2 separate regions of the Muntiacus reevesi genome follow, and region 1 is linked to region 2. A link is a contact called in public Hi-C data. All regions are on one chromosome and are shown on one strand. Each heading gives the region's core, a stretch centred on a gene start, on an enhancer-like site or on the middle of the called end of the contact. The rest is flanking DNA. Distances are from core to core; before and after follow the strand shown.

Region 1 (7,053 bases), core at 2,541-5,040, 210 kb after region 2:
GCAGTCAAGTAACTAAATACCTAAAAAAAAAGTCTTTCCAAGAGTTTATGATCTATCAAACTGTATCTATAAGGTAACATGGGAAAATGTTACAGGTGGCTAGTGTGGGTAAGAATTAAAGCAACTGTTATTTTCAAGTTTTGTAATGTGCATATTATTTTTATTTAGTATTAAAACTTTAACTTAGAGTAATTTTTATAACATCTATGGAACCATTAACTATTTTAACATTAATATTATAACATTAATTATTACAAAATTAAAGAAACTTATCTAAACTTTGTAAAATTAAACTGGATACCACAGGAAGCATGTTTTAGGAAACATGAATTAAAATCTGAGAAAGACAGGAGGGGAGGGTGTGTGGAAGGGGATAAACAAATAATGATAGGATAATTTTAAGTATGTCCATGTGTGGAGGAAAAGCAAGGACAGTTGACAGAGAAAGTCCCCAATTAACTGGGCTTACAGAGACAAGTAAAAGTGTTAGCTTTGGAAAAGTACAGAAAAACTTTTCTGAGATGGGTCGGTAAGGAAGAAAGATGAATGAAGACAGGGGAACTGTAAAGTGGAGGATAAATTAGATTAATAGAACTATTAGTTGGCTACTTTAAATCAATTTGGGAAAAATAAAAGGTAAAATCATTCATATTAAAATCCATTTAGAGGGAGCTTTACAAGTGCATCAGAGTTAAGTTGGGAATAACTAGTCGACTGTCTTAAAGGTAACTTGCTTGGCAAATTTCCCTGCTCATCTGCAGCACCTCTGTTAACCATAGAAGGAATAACTAGTCGACTGTCTTAAAGGTAACTTGCTTGGCAAATTTCCCTGCTCATCTGCAGCACCTCTGTTAACCATAGAAGGACCAGTTTTAGGAAGTTTAACAAAACTAGTGGTACCATCCTGCAATGGTGTCTAAGATTTCTAGATTTTTCTTGAAGGTGGCTCCTTGGGGAGGCAAAAGTTCTTTCTAGTAGAATTGCTTAGGAAAAATACTGATGTGGTTACATTTAAATAAAGCGGCTTGCTGGAGATCTAGCTTTACTTAAAAGATTACTTTATGAAATAATCTGCCACAAGACTTCTTTAAATAGCAAAATCCTCCAGCAAAGGCATTAATTCACTTGCAGTTAAATATTTACTTGCACTGAGCCTGAACACCGTCTCCTCCCTTTCCATCAACTTGCTTGTGCTCATTTTTTGGTCTCCTCTAAGTTTCAAAGTCACCAGGCAAGGTTTCCTGTTCTTCTCCTTACAGCACTTATCACTACTGTAATTAATTTTTAAAGTAACTCTTTAATGTCTGTCTTCTGGAAAGACTGCAAGCTTCATAAAGAAAGGCAGAGGCTGCATACGTTGTTCATGGCAATACAGGGCCCAGCAGCATATGTAAGCCCGAGGGAACAGTCCAATAAACACCTGTGACGTTTATGGAAGATCTCTGCTGTTAAAAGGGTATAATCTTGGTTAAGAAACAAGAAACCTTTGTACATACATTCTGGACTAAACTCCAGGAACTCAATTCACAGATCAGAGTACTATTTCTCAGAGACTCCAATAACTGGCTTATAAGTAAACAGGGGTAAGAATAATTTGAAACTACTTGCCAGAAATCTTTAACTTTCCATTTCCTACATCCTGTATCTCTGCATTTCCATTCCCTTTCCAGCGTGAGAGATAAATGGTGCAGGAAAACAAAACAGGCGACACATGAAATAAATTCCGTATCACTCTCTAAAAGGAGGATTATTATTAGAGAAAGTGCTTCTGTGTCTGCCAGCACACAAAATGGAGATCTGGAATGCTGCTTGCCGTTAGGCAAGCCTAAAAAATGTTAACAATTCAGCACTACAGGGAATAAGACCTTGGAAGTATGTAAAGAGTGACCAAAATGTACTGTTTTAAAGATAGTCACATATGTAAGGAGGACATTAAATGGAATAACTGAAGTAGAAATTTTAAGACCAAGCACTTTTTCATTTTACAGCAGTACAGGGAGAGGAAGGAGGAGGAAAATGCGACAGAGACGCAAGACAGAAGCAAGTGTATGCTTGTATTCACTAATAAATGCTGCATGCTGACAACAATAGGATACCAAAAGTGAGAGGACAGCGATCAGTTGGTAATCAAAGTGGAGCAAGGAGGAAAGAACTAAAGACACTTCTAGTAACAGTATCCATGAAGTAGAAATAGCGGGCAAAATGCTCTGACAACTTCTGATGGTGAGGGAAAAACCAGTAGCACAGAAAAGCAGGGATAAAAGATGTACAGACAATCAGGAAGAAGATATGAGCCTTTAGAGCAGGAGGTATAAGCAGCAGCCACAACTGACTGAAGGCGATCGTCTGGTGCACTGTTTTTAACCAATTCCTCTCTTTGCATCAACCTTTCTAGTATTTTTAAACAGCTCTCTCTGCACTTGTGTGGATTTTTTTTCCCACATGAACACTACCATACGTATTTATTATTAATATCACCCAGAAGAGACTCAAATCTTTCAATCTGCTGCACTGCTAAGTGTTGGTTCAGAGTAGCAGAACAGGTTTAATGGCTCCAAATTATCTCCCCCTTTTCCAAACCAGGGATTTTGGTCTGCTAAAAGGTACAAAATTCCTTCTGGAGTCTACTCCTTTTGTATGCCATAAGCCTGAGGTTACCCTTCCCTCTGCTGCGACCTCCATCTCATTTTTCTATCTTTGATTTTTCAAAATCTCCCTTAGGGTTGGCAACCTTGCTTTAGTTACCAAAGTCGAGTTCAGTGATTTTCAAGCTGTGTTCCAAGAGGGGAGGCTGAGTGGGTAGGATGGGTGCTCCCAAATGCAATTCCACCACAGCATGCTGCTTTATACGTCTGGGGTTTCTGATAAGAATTCACGAGGAAAAATTGTTCCACTTCCTTATGGAGTCAGTACTTACTGCAAGGTATACTTTAAACCACACAGTTTTGGTATGTTTTTAAAACTGGGTCTGCTAATGGGCAAAAGGTTAAGTTTTTATCTCTTTCCTCCCGTCCCCCTCCCCCCTCATTTTATAGACCCTAAAACAGGTGTTTAAGAGTCAACCGAAAACACTTCCTTACACAATTTAGCCTTGGGGAATTTCTAAAATAAATTATATATTTCCATGTGTTGGTGCTTAAACATGATCAAGTTGGGCATAGATCAAAACTTGGTGTGTGAGTGGCGGGGGTGGGGTGAACTGGCACAGGTGTTAAGGTCGTTGTAAGAGGGACAGGATTGACAAGCGAAGCAAAAGGTGCGTGGAACTAAGATGAAAGCTTTTCCCTTACAGAAACCGAAAGACTCAATAGCAGTTTCTCTAACGGGAAGGGCTCCTCAGCCAGAGAGAGGCTTCCACGTCCTTCACCCTCATGAGCCAAGTCTCATCCCAGCTTTGGGTACATCTTTGAGTCCTTGCTTTCAGTGGAGGGGTTGGCTTCCTATAGACAAGGAGATTAGGGGTCGCCTCTTCCTCTATTCAGAATAATAAAGGGCTAACCAAGACAGCAGAATTGGGAATTGCAGCAACGGCGACAGGGATACAGGAAAAAGGGGCAGATTCCGTGCCGTCTTGCGGCCCCCAGGCCTGTCAGCTCATCACCCACCCGTCCACCCCCATTTTTCGGTCTAAACTTACCAGTGGGAGACAGCCCTGGGCAGGGAGTAAGTTACTGCGCTGGGTCGAGTCGAGTTCCGCTGAGCTTCTTAAAGATGCTGCGGGAAAGAGGCTGAAACCCAGTAGCCGCCGCCGCCGCCACCGCCTCTGTTACCAGGGGGTCTCGCCTCCATCGCTGGCTGCGAGAACTCTGAGGGCACGTGACCGGAAGTACCAAGGCGGGCCTGCGGGGCACGTGACCCCAGAGCGCGGCCGCCATGACACCTTCCGCTAGTTCCCTCCCTCCTCCGCCGGTGCCCGCCTGCTTCATTTATTCTCGCCGGCTTTAGGCGGTGAAAGGTCCCAGGAACTTGGCTGTCTCACCCCTTTGGCCTAGGGCTCCTCCGGTCCCGTTCGGCGTTGCGTCTTCGGCCGGCAGCAGGCAGGCCGCAGAGAGCGTAATCGCGACCGCGGCCGGAGGGGGAGGGACCACGCGCAAGCAGGGCGTAACCCATCACATGACGAGGAAGTACCGTTAACAGCTTTGTCCCGGCGTCCCCGGCGCTCCGGGATGACGTACGCCTGGGAGGGGAGGAGTAGGAGGGAAGACTGAAGCTCAGGTGCGGCTCTTAGCGCTGGGTGAGTGTGCGGGCGCCTAACCGGGAGAGAGGCTGTGAACCACAGAAAGTTGGGGGCTGCTGGCCTAGAGGTGGGGGAGAGGGGCTGAGATCTACAGGCTGTGAGCCTGGCTTTGAAAACTTGATTATCGCGACTTCTTTCAAGAGATCTGAATGTAGTATTAAAGTTAACTGCTGTTAAGTTAGGGGTTCCGCTAGGCAGGGAGCTTGTGGTCAGATGTCTGCAGTGGTGCGTGCGAGGCATGTTGAGTGCATGAGTGAGTGAGTCGCCATTTCTTGGTCTAAAGTAGAGAGGAGTTCTCTTATTGGGTTGTTGTTCAGTCACTCAGTCGTGTCCGACTTTGCGACCCCATGGGCTGCAGCACGCCAGGCTTCGCTGTCCTCCACTGTGTCCCAGAGTTAGCTCAAACTCATGTCCCTTGAGTCATTGATGCTATCCAACCTTCTCATCCTCTGTCGCCCCTTCTCCTGCCCTCAGTCTTTCCCAGGGTCAGGGTCATTTCCCAAGAGTCGGCTCTTCGCATCAGGTGGCCAAGGTATTGGAGCTTCAACTTCAGCATCACTGCTTCTAAAGAATACTTACTGTTGATTTCCTTTAGGATTGACTGGTTTGATCTCCTGGCTGTCCAATGGACTCTTGAGTGTTTTACAGCACCACGGTTCGAAAGGCATCAGTTCTTTGGCGTTCAGCCTTCTTTATAGAAAGATCCCATTATGAGGGAATCCCCAACTTCCTCTTGGCATAATATGTTTAATTTTTCTTCCTTTTTTTCTCTCTCTTGCCTCTTCTTCCTTTCACTAGGTAGTGGGGAAAAGAGAACGCTGTGATTTGCATTGGGTTTTCACACAGCAAACACTGGTTCAGTAAAATGAGTACTAGGCCAAGAGAAAAACCTTTTTTTTGATCATATTGCTCTTTTATGTTGCCATCAAGCAATAGGGGAAATGAAAAGGTAATTAGATTTGGACTCAGGATTAGTGGGTTTTAGTCTCACCTCTGCTTATGAGCTCTGTGACCTTTTAGTAAACCAACTCTTCAGAAGGTTTTTTCATTGTCTTTGGTAAGCATTTATGACCACCCTCTGCTTAGTGTTTTGCTTGGCTAACTGTGACAGAAGTAATAGTTAAACTCAGTTTTGTGGAGAGACGGGTTTTTTCTGTGGAGGAAGAGTCCAGAAACAGCATATATTAAACCATGGAGGCACAGAAAGCTTATAGAATGAAACATTTGTACAGAGATTCTTGTTGTTACGAATTTACTTAAAAGTCTTGAATGCATATATGTGCATGACTAAATCACTTTGCTGTATACTTGAAACTAACAGCATTGTAATTTAACTGTATGTACCTCAAGAAAAAATCTTTTTCAGAAAAATTTCAAACACAAAGATAAACAGGATAGTATAGTGAACCCTCATGTATACCTAACCAAACTTTAACCAATATCAACATTCTGCTGTTCTTGTTTGAACAGCTTAAAAATTTCTGGGTACTTTTTATATCCATTGTTGAATTTGATTAATAGCAACTTTCAATTTGAGTTCCATTCTACTGTATCTAGGTACTGGCTGATGTTGTTTACTTGCTAAGTTGTCTCCAACTCCTTTGCAACTCCATGGATAACAGCTCGCTAAGCGCCTCTGTTCATGGGATTTCCCAGGCAACAATATTGGAGTGGGTTGCCATTTCCTTCTCCAGGAGATCTCCCCAACCCAAGGTTCGAATCTGTGTATCCTGCATTGGCAGGCGTATTCTTTACCACTAAGTCACCAGGGAAGCCCAGGTACTAGCTAGGAAGATTAAATTAATTTTGTTTGAAAATTTCTTTGGGTGTTAGTTAGCTTCTTGCTCTGTTGAATCAGAAGTGTGACATGGCTACTTTAAAAACATACCTGGAAAAAAAAAACAACAAAAAACTGCCTCTGATACTATTTTAGGATGTAATATAGAAACTTAGTGTCCAGGTCAAAGAAGTTAGTGTTTCTACTCTATTCTGGTTATCAAGCTACTGAAGAGTCTTCTGTTCGATTCTGGACAGGACATGTTCAGGCAAACTAAAGGTCCTGTGTGGAAGGCTTATCAGAACTGAGAGGAATTTGGAAATTGTCAGGTCAGAATGATTGAAAAACTGGTGGTGGTAGATTTTTAGAAGACCTCATGACATTTTTCAAATACTGAAGGACTGTTTTGTAAGGAGTAAACATTTCCTTGGGCTTCCCAGGAGGCACTCGTGGTAAAGAACCTGCCTATCAATGCAGGAGACACAGGTTTGATCCCTGGGTAAGGAAGATCCCCTGGAGGAGGGCATGCAGCACACTCCAGTATTCTTGCCTGGAGAATCCCACGGACAGAAGAGCCTGGAGGGCTACAGTCCATAGGGTTGCAATGAGTCAAACACGACTGAAGCGACTTAGCACGCATGCAGACATTTTCTTAAATTGTAGAAGCCACAGTTGGGAATAAAAGCTCCAAGTCATCAGGTTTCAGCCCAGTAGTAAAAAAGTACCTTATAATGGTGTGAGCTGTGGAGGAGTGGGCTGTGCAGCCCACTTTACAATATTATAGTGGTTTTTGTCATACATTGACATGAGTCAGCCATGGATTTACATGTGTTCCCCATCCCGGCCCCCCCTCCCGCCTCCCTCTCCATCCCATCCCTCTGGGTCTTCCCAGTGCACCAGGCCCGAGCACTTGTCTCATGGATCCAACCTGGGCTGGTGATCTGTTTCAACCTTGATAGTATACTTGTTTCAATGCTATTCTCTCAGAACGTCCCACCCTCGCCTTCTCCCACAGAGTCCAAAAGTTTGTTCTGTACAT
Region 2 (7,568 bases), core at 2,082-4,581:
TAAATAGTTCACTAAACCCCAGTTTGCTCATCAGTAAAAGAGATAATAATTGATAATAATTATTGGAATAATAATAATATCAATAATAATTGATAAAAATCCTATCTAGGTGAATTCATGCAACAGAGTGCATAAAACTCTGACCAATGTACCCTCCACGTGGGAAATGCCAGCACGCGTGCACACACAAACAGGCACAGTGTTCCTAGTGCCTGTGATCCATCCACAGTGATTAAACCCGAAGAGAATTTCTGGTTTGAATGGAAGGCCTCTTTCATAAAATGTTTTCACAAAAGACTGAAGAACCTTGCTCAGGCCTTACTTCTAACTAGATAGATTTTCCTCGATTAATGGCTTTGTGACGGGATCTATAAGACCTCAGAATCTCTGGAAGTTCCATAGTTCCTCAGGTGTGTTAGATCTGGGTGATGTGCTCTTAAGAGGCCTCATCCTTCAACCTTCTTACCTCCTACCTGTCTCCTGGCTTCCACTCCCCACCTCCTCTCTTCCCAGTGAAGCAGTCAGACTTCTTTTACAACTCAGGTCATGTTGATCCTCTGTTCAAAACCCTGCCGTGCCGTCCTCTTTCTCTTAGGGCAAAAGTTTAAGGAAGAAAAAAGCAGCCCCTGACATCTGAGAACTGGCCTGACCCAGACAGGCCTCAGTGTTGCTAGAAGATGACCTGGACTTACAGCCAGGCTTCTGTTATCTCTTGTTGGATATAAACAATCTCTCCGAACACTGACATCAGACAGCACAGACCACGATAAGATGAGACAAAACGAGTCCTCATCATAATTTCATCTAAGCAGAGACACAAACAAGGTTACCGTGCAGCCCAGGAAACATCAAACATCCTCTTCTCTCTGCTGATGTGACTGCTGCTGCTTTACCAAATACAGCCTCAGCCCTGCTCCAGTCTGGCCATCCGAGAGATAATATTTATTGAGACATCCAATCTCAGAATTGTTCCTGGCTTCTGAAAACACCCAATCCAAAGTAAAGCTTCGATTCCTTAAGTCCTCTCCCAAATTACCCAGAGTCCCAATCCTGAAATAGGTTCTTTCCACGCTCTTACTCAGCTGACCTGATGGTTCTCCTGCTCCCTCACCACAAGGAGGGATCGACCCTACTTGAGTATGGGTGTGCTCCTGATGGTCTCTAGCGGGAGGGCCCTAACAAGCCACAGTCACAATTGTCCACAAAATCCCTTTAGTGGTTCTCAGACTTTATCATGCCTTAGAATCACCCGGGCTTGTAAAGACCGCTTTACAGCAGAAACTAACAACACTGTAAAGCAGTTACGAAAAGTGAAAGTGAAGTCGCTCAGTCATGTCCGACTCTTTGCAACCCCATGGACTGTAGCCTACCAGGCTCCTCCATCCATGGGATTTTCCAGGCAAGAGTACTGGAGTGGGTTGCCATTTCCTTCTCCAAAAGCAGCTATACTCCAATTAAAAACAAAACAAAAAGACCACAAAGAAACAAAAGACTACTTGATCCAACCCCCAGAGTTTCCGAGTTAAGTCTGGGGTGGGGCCTTAGAATGCATATTTCTGTCAAGATCCAAGTGATGCCGAGGAAGTCTGGGGGACCACACTGGAAGAATCATTGCCCTAAACCATCTGTGGCTCCCCCTTGCTTCTGTGAATTGCCTCCTGCTTCCTCACCTCTTCATTTGGCTCCCTGCGGTTTTCAGGTTCTCCAGGCACACACCTGTCTAAAGGCCCTGGATGTTCTCTAACACAGAATGCTCAGGGAGACCTACCCTTATCTTCTTACCCCGCCTTTTAAAAATTTATTCCTCACAACATGTAATCACTTCTAACATATGGTCTCATTTACTTAGTATATTGTTTTGCTCTTACTAATAAAAGAATGACATCTGAGGACTGCCAATACTTTTGTCTATTTTGTTTACTTCTCCATTGTCAGACCTAGAAAAATACGGTAGGGGAGCAAAATTTGCTACCCTAAAATGTGCCCCTTTGGTAGGAGGACTAATTTACGATGATTACTTTTTTTTTTTCCGATGATTACTTTTAAAGCCCAAAAGACTCGGGAAGAATCTTTGACCTTCCCCTAACTGCCTCAAATGTTTCAGATAGAGGGTCTGTTCCCCAGTTAAGCTATCACCTACAAGGAATATGAGCTAGGCGTGGTGGGGGTAACTGGGCAGAGCCTAGAAGTCACAGTATCCTAGGCTCTGCAAGGCTCAGCAAATATTTGTTTACCAAACATTTACTTTTGATCTCCATATAAACTGACTTTCTCCCCTTTGAGGTTTCAAACCACAACCCCCAACATCCTCTTTTGCCTTTAGCTGAAGATGGTATTTAAGGTGGGGCTTCAGTCATTATGGTTACTCACAGTTCTCTTGGGTCTCTCCCAGGTATACGTGTTATTAATTTTAGTCTGATTTTCTCCTGTTTTTCTGTCTGGTGTCAGTTTACTTTTTAGACCAGCCAGAAGAAGCTACAAGAATAGAGGAAAATTTCTTCCTCCCCAACAATATCTAGCAAACAGCCAATGCTCAACAAAAGTTTGTTGAATAAACAAATAAGTGCTGCTTCCAGCCTTTCATCTTCTTCTACTAATAGAGTCACAGTATTCCTACCTTTGGCTCTTACTAGAAATACAATCACCCTCCTGCCCAAACAAGCTCTTGAGAGTTACAATAGCAAGCTCTGGAGACTGGCTCAAACCAGGGATGCAAAGCAGGTAAGTAACTTATTCAAGCAGACCAAACCAGGCCAGCAAATTGCATCTCTTCGTCTTACTGCTCCCGAAGACCTTATTCACGAATCTTCTATTTTTGTCTTCAAAATCTTTTTGTCACCTGACTTTTTCCTCTTTCTACCACCAGCGTGATTATGCTCTGCCCCGCCCCGCCCCGCCCCGCCAAGCCAACCCTTTCCCCTGCGTTGCACAACCCTCACTTAGCTGTCTGATCTCCCAGTTTCAACAAGGTTCCAGATCTGTTCCGATTTCCTGTCTAGCCCCCCGAGGATTTGAAGTTCCATTATCTCTTCCTTTCTAAATGCAACTACAACTCGGGGGTCTTGATCTTGATACTCGGCCGAATTTAACACATCCTTCTCGAAACTCTCTGCCCAGAACAGTGCCAATATCTTCTACCTCCTTTACTGCCTCTCCTCGGGTCCTTCCTATTCCTTTCTTCACAGATGTCCCCGAGTTTCCCTCCAGCAAGCCGGGTCACGGTTCCCTGGGCGCTCACACGGTTCTCAGCGGAACGGTGATCAGACAACGGGCGGAGCCTGGCTGAGCCCCGGGCGTTGGACGCGGGTGGACTTTCGAGCTTGGGAAGGGGCGGAGTCTAGGACGGCTCGGGAAGTTTGGTCCTCGGCAGCCTCCGTCCAGGGAAAGTGCGGAAGGAGATCCCTGGGTTCGCGGAACCGGCCTCGCGGTCCTGGCTGGAGATGGAGTTCGACAGCGAGGCTCTCAGGCGACTCCTTGGCAAGGTGCGGGCAGCCGGCCAGGCAGGACTGGGGCGTCGGGGTCTCGGGGCGTCCGCCCGTGGCCGGCCTGCCGCCTCGGGGCGTCTACCGGCTTTTCTCGGGCCTGGGAGCCAGGGTGGGCTGGCCTGAAGCCGGCTGCGGGGAATGGGAGCGGTGCGGCCCCGGCTCTGGCTCCGCCCGCAGTTCCGAGATCCCCCCAACCTCCACCCGCTCTTAGACCTTCTCACGCCACCAGCTTCTGTCTCAGCTTCCAGCACTCGCCTATCCCTTTAACCACGCCTTTCTCTCAGCAGAAATGGCTTACCCCCACCCACACCCCTGTGTTTTTTTACTTGCAGTGTTCATCCTTTGTAAGACTCAGATGTTACTCCCTAGGAGATAGAATCACTCCCTCCTCTCTCCTTGCTTTCGGATATATCGATTTTCACATCGTGGAGTAATTATTTGTATACAGACCTTACTCTTTGAAGGTGAACTTCATGGCGGCACATTCCCTCATCTAGCCCTGTGCCTGACAACGACGGGGTTAAGTAATTGCTAAGTAATTGTGGTAAATGAAAGACTCGTGTATATTTGGGAATGAAAATAGAAGAGATCCTCTTAACGTTGAAAGGTTGACTGGGAGGGCTGACCCAGAAGCCTGACCTGCAATTCTAGGGCGTGACTAAGGTCAGTTTCCATGTTACACCAGACTCTTAGACCAGGTTGTCTGATTCTCCATCAGTGTACAGTCTGAGGCAAACTTTTCCACCAGTTTCTTAGTTCAGTGATTCTTAATGCATTTTAAGACTTCCCTATGCGGAAAGCGTACATTTGTGACGTTTTTGTTGGGTTCGTGTCTTTTTGATTGAAATTGTTTATATGCCTGATTTGAATGATTTTATCTATTGTGACAGATGTGTAGGTCTTGTAGGGAAAGAAGTATCATCATACCTAGGGTTACAGGCTTTCTGGCTCCTTTTCAGAGAATATTAAATTAAAAGAACCACGCTATCAAGTTTTTCAATGAGGGGAGCATGATGTATTGTCCAGGGGGAAGAATTGCTGAAGTTGAGACGAGAAAAAAAAGAACAACTTCATAATTTTGGTGGGACTGGAATGCAGGAAAAAGATAAAAGAGAGACGATGATTTTCTCAAGGGTTGGAGCAGAATAGTTGAGGAAGGTTTTTATCAGTGCATAGGATAGAGTCTGGCACATTGGTGCTTAATAAATGTCTGTTGGATATGTAAATTAAGGAAACCAGTTAGAAACAATTCAGTCTAGCAGATATTTCCAAAGTTCCTTAGTCCTTGAAGTAGCAAATAATATAACAACTTAATATTTACAAATAATTTTGGTGCTGCAAATTTTGTGAACAGTATATTAAAATCAAGCAACTGTATGGAGAACGTGAAAAATCTTCTTAAAAACAAAGGAAACCTTATAAATATTCCTGCTTAGATAAATACTCCAACTTCATGGATATGAAGATATCTGCTTTCTCCAGATCTATAGAGTCAATGCAATTCCAATCAAAATTCTAACAGGGTATTTTGGAAATTTTTCAAACTGATTCTGAAATTCATTTGGAAGGACAAAAGGCCAAGAATAATCTTGACCTTCCTACAAAGAATAGGTGTGAGACTTTCTCTACTGGATATCAAGACTAGTAATTGAGACAGTGTGGTATTGGTATAGGATAGACTGATTAACCAAGGGAACAGACTAGAGGGCTTAAAATCATGTTCACATATGTTTTGAAAATGCTATATAAAGCAGAAGAGGCATTGCAGAAAACTACAGAAAGGAGAATACAGGGACAAATGATTATCCATGTTGGAGAAAATGAAATTGGACCTTACTAACTAACTAAAAATTCCCCATGGATTAAAGATTTAAATGTAAGAGATGAGCTTTAAAACATAAGAGATAAAATGGAGGGAAGAATCTTCATGATCTCAAGAGTATACAAGCATTTTTTAAACAAGATGTAAAATACTCGAAGAGACTGATAAATTTGACTGCATTCAAAGTAAGAACTTTTATGTATAAAAAGACACATGAAGTGAGTGAAGAGGCAAAATACAAATTGGTGAATAATATTGTAATGCATAATTTAGAAAGTATTGGTATCCAGGCTATATAAATTAGCCTACATATCAATATTAAAACCAAGACAAAATTGGACAAAAGACATGAATAATCATTTTTTGAAAAATAAAAGAAGACAGCAGGGACATGAGTGTTTTCCCAGTCCATTAGTAACCATGGAAAAGCAAATTGAGACCATGGTAAAACACCATTTTCTCTCACTATGTGGGTGACTTAGTTGCTCAGTCATGTCTGACTCTTTGCGACCCCATGGACTGTAGCCCACCAGACTCCTCTGTCCATGGAATTTTCCCAACGAGAATACTAGAGTGGGTTGCCATTTTCTGCTGGAGGGGATATTCCTGACCCAGGGGTCTCTTGCATTGTCAGGTTAATTCTTTACCACTGTGTCACCTGGGAAGCCCCACTGTTGGTAGTTAAATGGTTATTTAACCATTTGGAGAAACAGCTTGGGCTTTTTAAATTAATTTGATTATGTGTATTTTATGTCCTTCTACATCTAAGTAGATACTATAGATGATTCATAATATATGAAGCAAGAGACATTTGCAGAATTATTCATAATTCAAAATTAGAAACAACCCAGACGTTCATTGATGGAAAGATAATTTGTTCTATACTCATTCACACAATGGAAAACACTACTCTGCAGCAGTGAAAATGAATGAAATATTACAACATGCAGCAGTAGGAGTGAATCTTAGAAACAATATGTTCAGGAAAAAAATTGGAGATTACATACAAAATTATATTTTAATTAAACCAAGAAGCAGCTCAGCAGTAGAGAGGGGTATTTAGGATGCACACAAATATGATAAAAACTATGGAGGGGGAAAGGCAAAGGAATATGACTATACAATTTAAGGTAGGCAGTTGAATGGTTGAGAAAGAAAAACACAGACAGATGTAATGGGACTGGAAAGCTCTGTGCTGTCCAGGCGTATGGTAGCCACTCACCGCATTTGACTTTTTACATTCATCAAAATTAGATAAAATTAAAAATTGAGTATCTCAGTCACACCAGCCACAAGTGTTGGTAGCCACATGTGGCTGCTGTATTCAATAGCACACACAGTGATCTTTTCCATTATGGCAGAAAGTTTTGCTGGACAGCGCTAGAGGGTAGGTTGGTTTATAAGTGTTTATTTTTCAAAATGTGTATATATGTACATATGTGTTTGTGTGTGTGTGTGTGTATATATATATATATTCTTTAGTATATATTAAATACTAGGTTTAGAAAAATTTTCTGGTTCCCCAGTTTCTATTTCTACCATCTCTGGCTGAGTTACCTTGAACAGGTAACTTAACCTAGATTTGCTCACTCATAAAATAATAGGATTGGACTTAATTTATAAGATTCCTTAATGCTTAATTTGTTTAAAAAAATGAAATGATGCCATAAAATACTCCTCAGCGTCCAACATTTGAGCAGTGTCATACAGGAGTACTCTGATGTTCATAAATATCAGTCTACCAAATAAACATACTGCAGTGGAGCAGATTCAGATTGAATTTTAGTAACTTCTCAATTTTTCAGTCTTTCTCATTTTTTTTAGTATATAATTTTATTTGTTTATTTATTTTTGGCTGTGCTGGGTCTTCATTGCTGCACAGGCTTTTCTCTAGTTGCGGTGAGCAGGTGGTGCTCTCTCGTTTCGGCGCATGGCCTTCTCATTGAGGTGGCTTCTCTCGCTGGGGAGCACGGCTCTAGGGCGCATGGGATTCAGTAGTTGCAGCACGTGGGTTCAGTAGTTGTGGCTCCCACGCTCCGGAGCATAGGCTCAATAGTGTGGCACGTGGGCTTAGTTGCTCGTGGCATGTGGAAACCTCCTGGATCAAGGATCGGACCCTTGTCTCCTGCATCGGCAGGCAGATTTTTTACCATTGAGCCACCAGGGAAACCCCAGTCATAATGATTTTTATGATAGTATAATTGTTTTAGTTTTAGGATTTCATGTGCCAGTTTTCCTCTTTAGTTTGCTGCATGCACCGT

The links. Hi-C and Micro-C count contacts between places; a contact is called where the count stands out from the background.
Region 1: a Hi-C map of muscle shows a contact between it and region 2, with 4 times the contacts expected there. The contact joins the promoter of GTF2H1 here to the promoter of UEVLD in region 2. A contact is called at or near these places in 2 of 3 Hi-C or Micro-C datasets (blood and muscle).

Annotation. Positions count from the first base shown.
Region 1 is chr5:25,421,832-25,428,884 of mMunRee1.1, forward strand. GTF2H1 (general transcription factor IIH subunit 1) reads right to left here and starts at 3,791. Exons shown (of 15, transcript XM_065937280.1): 1 at 3,638-3,791. HPS5 (HPS5 biogenesis of lysosomal organelles complex 2 subunit 2) reads left to right here and starts at 4,113. Exons shown (of 23, transcript XM_065937279.1): 1 at 4,113-4,234.
Region 2 is chr5:25,209,111-25,216,678 of mMunRee1.1, forward strand. It overlaps UEVLD (UEV and lactate/malate dehyrogenase domains), which reads left to right and starts at 3,332. Exons shown (of 10, transcript XM_065937265.1): 1 at 3,332-3,482. The coding sequence starts at 3,441. It overlaps MISFA (mitochondrial sheath formation associated), which reads right to left and starts at 857. Exons shown (of 3, transcript XM_065937267.1): 1 at 831-857.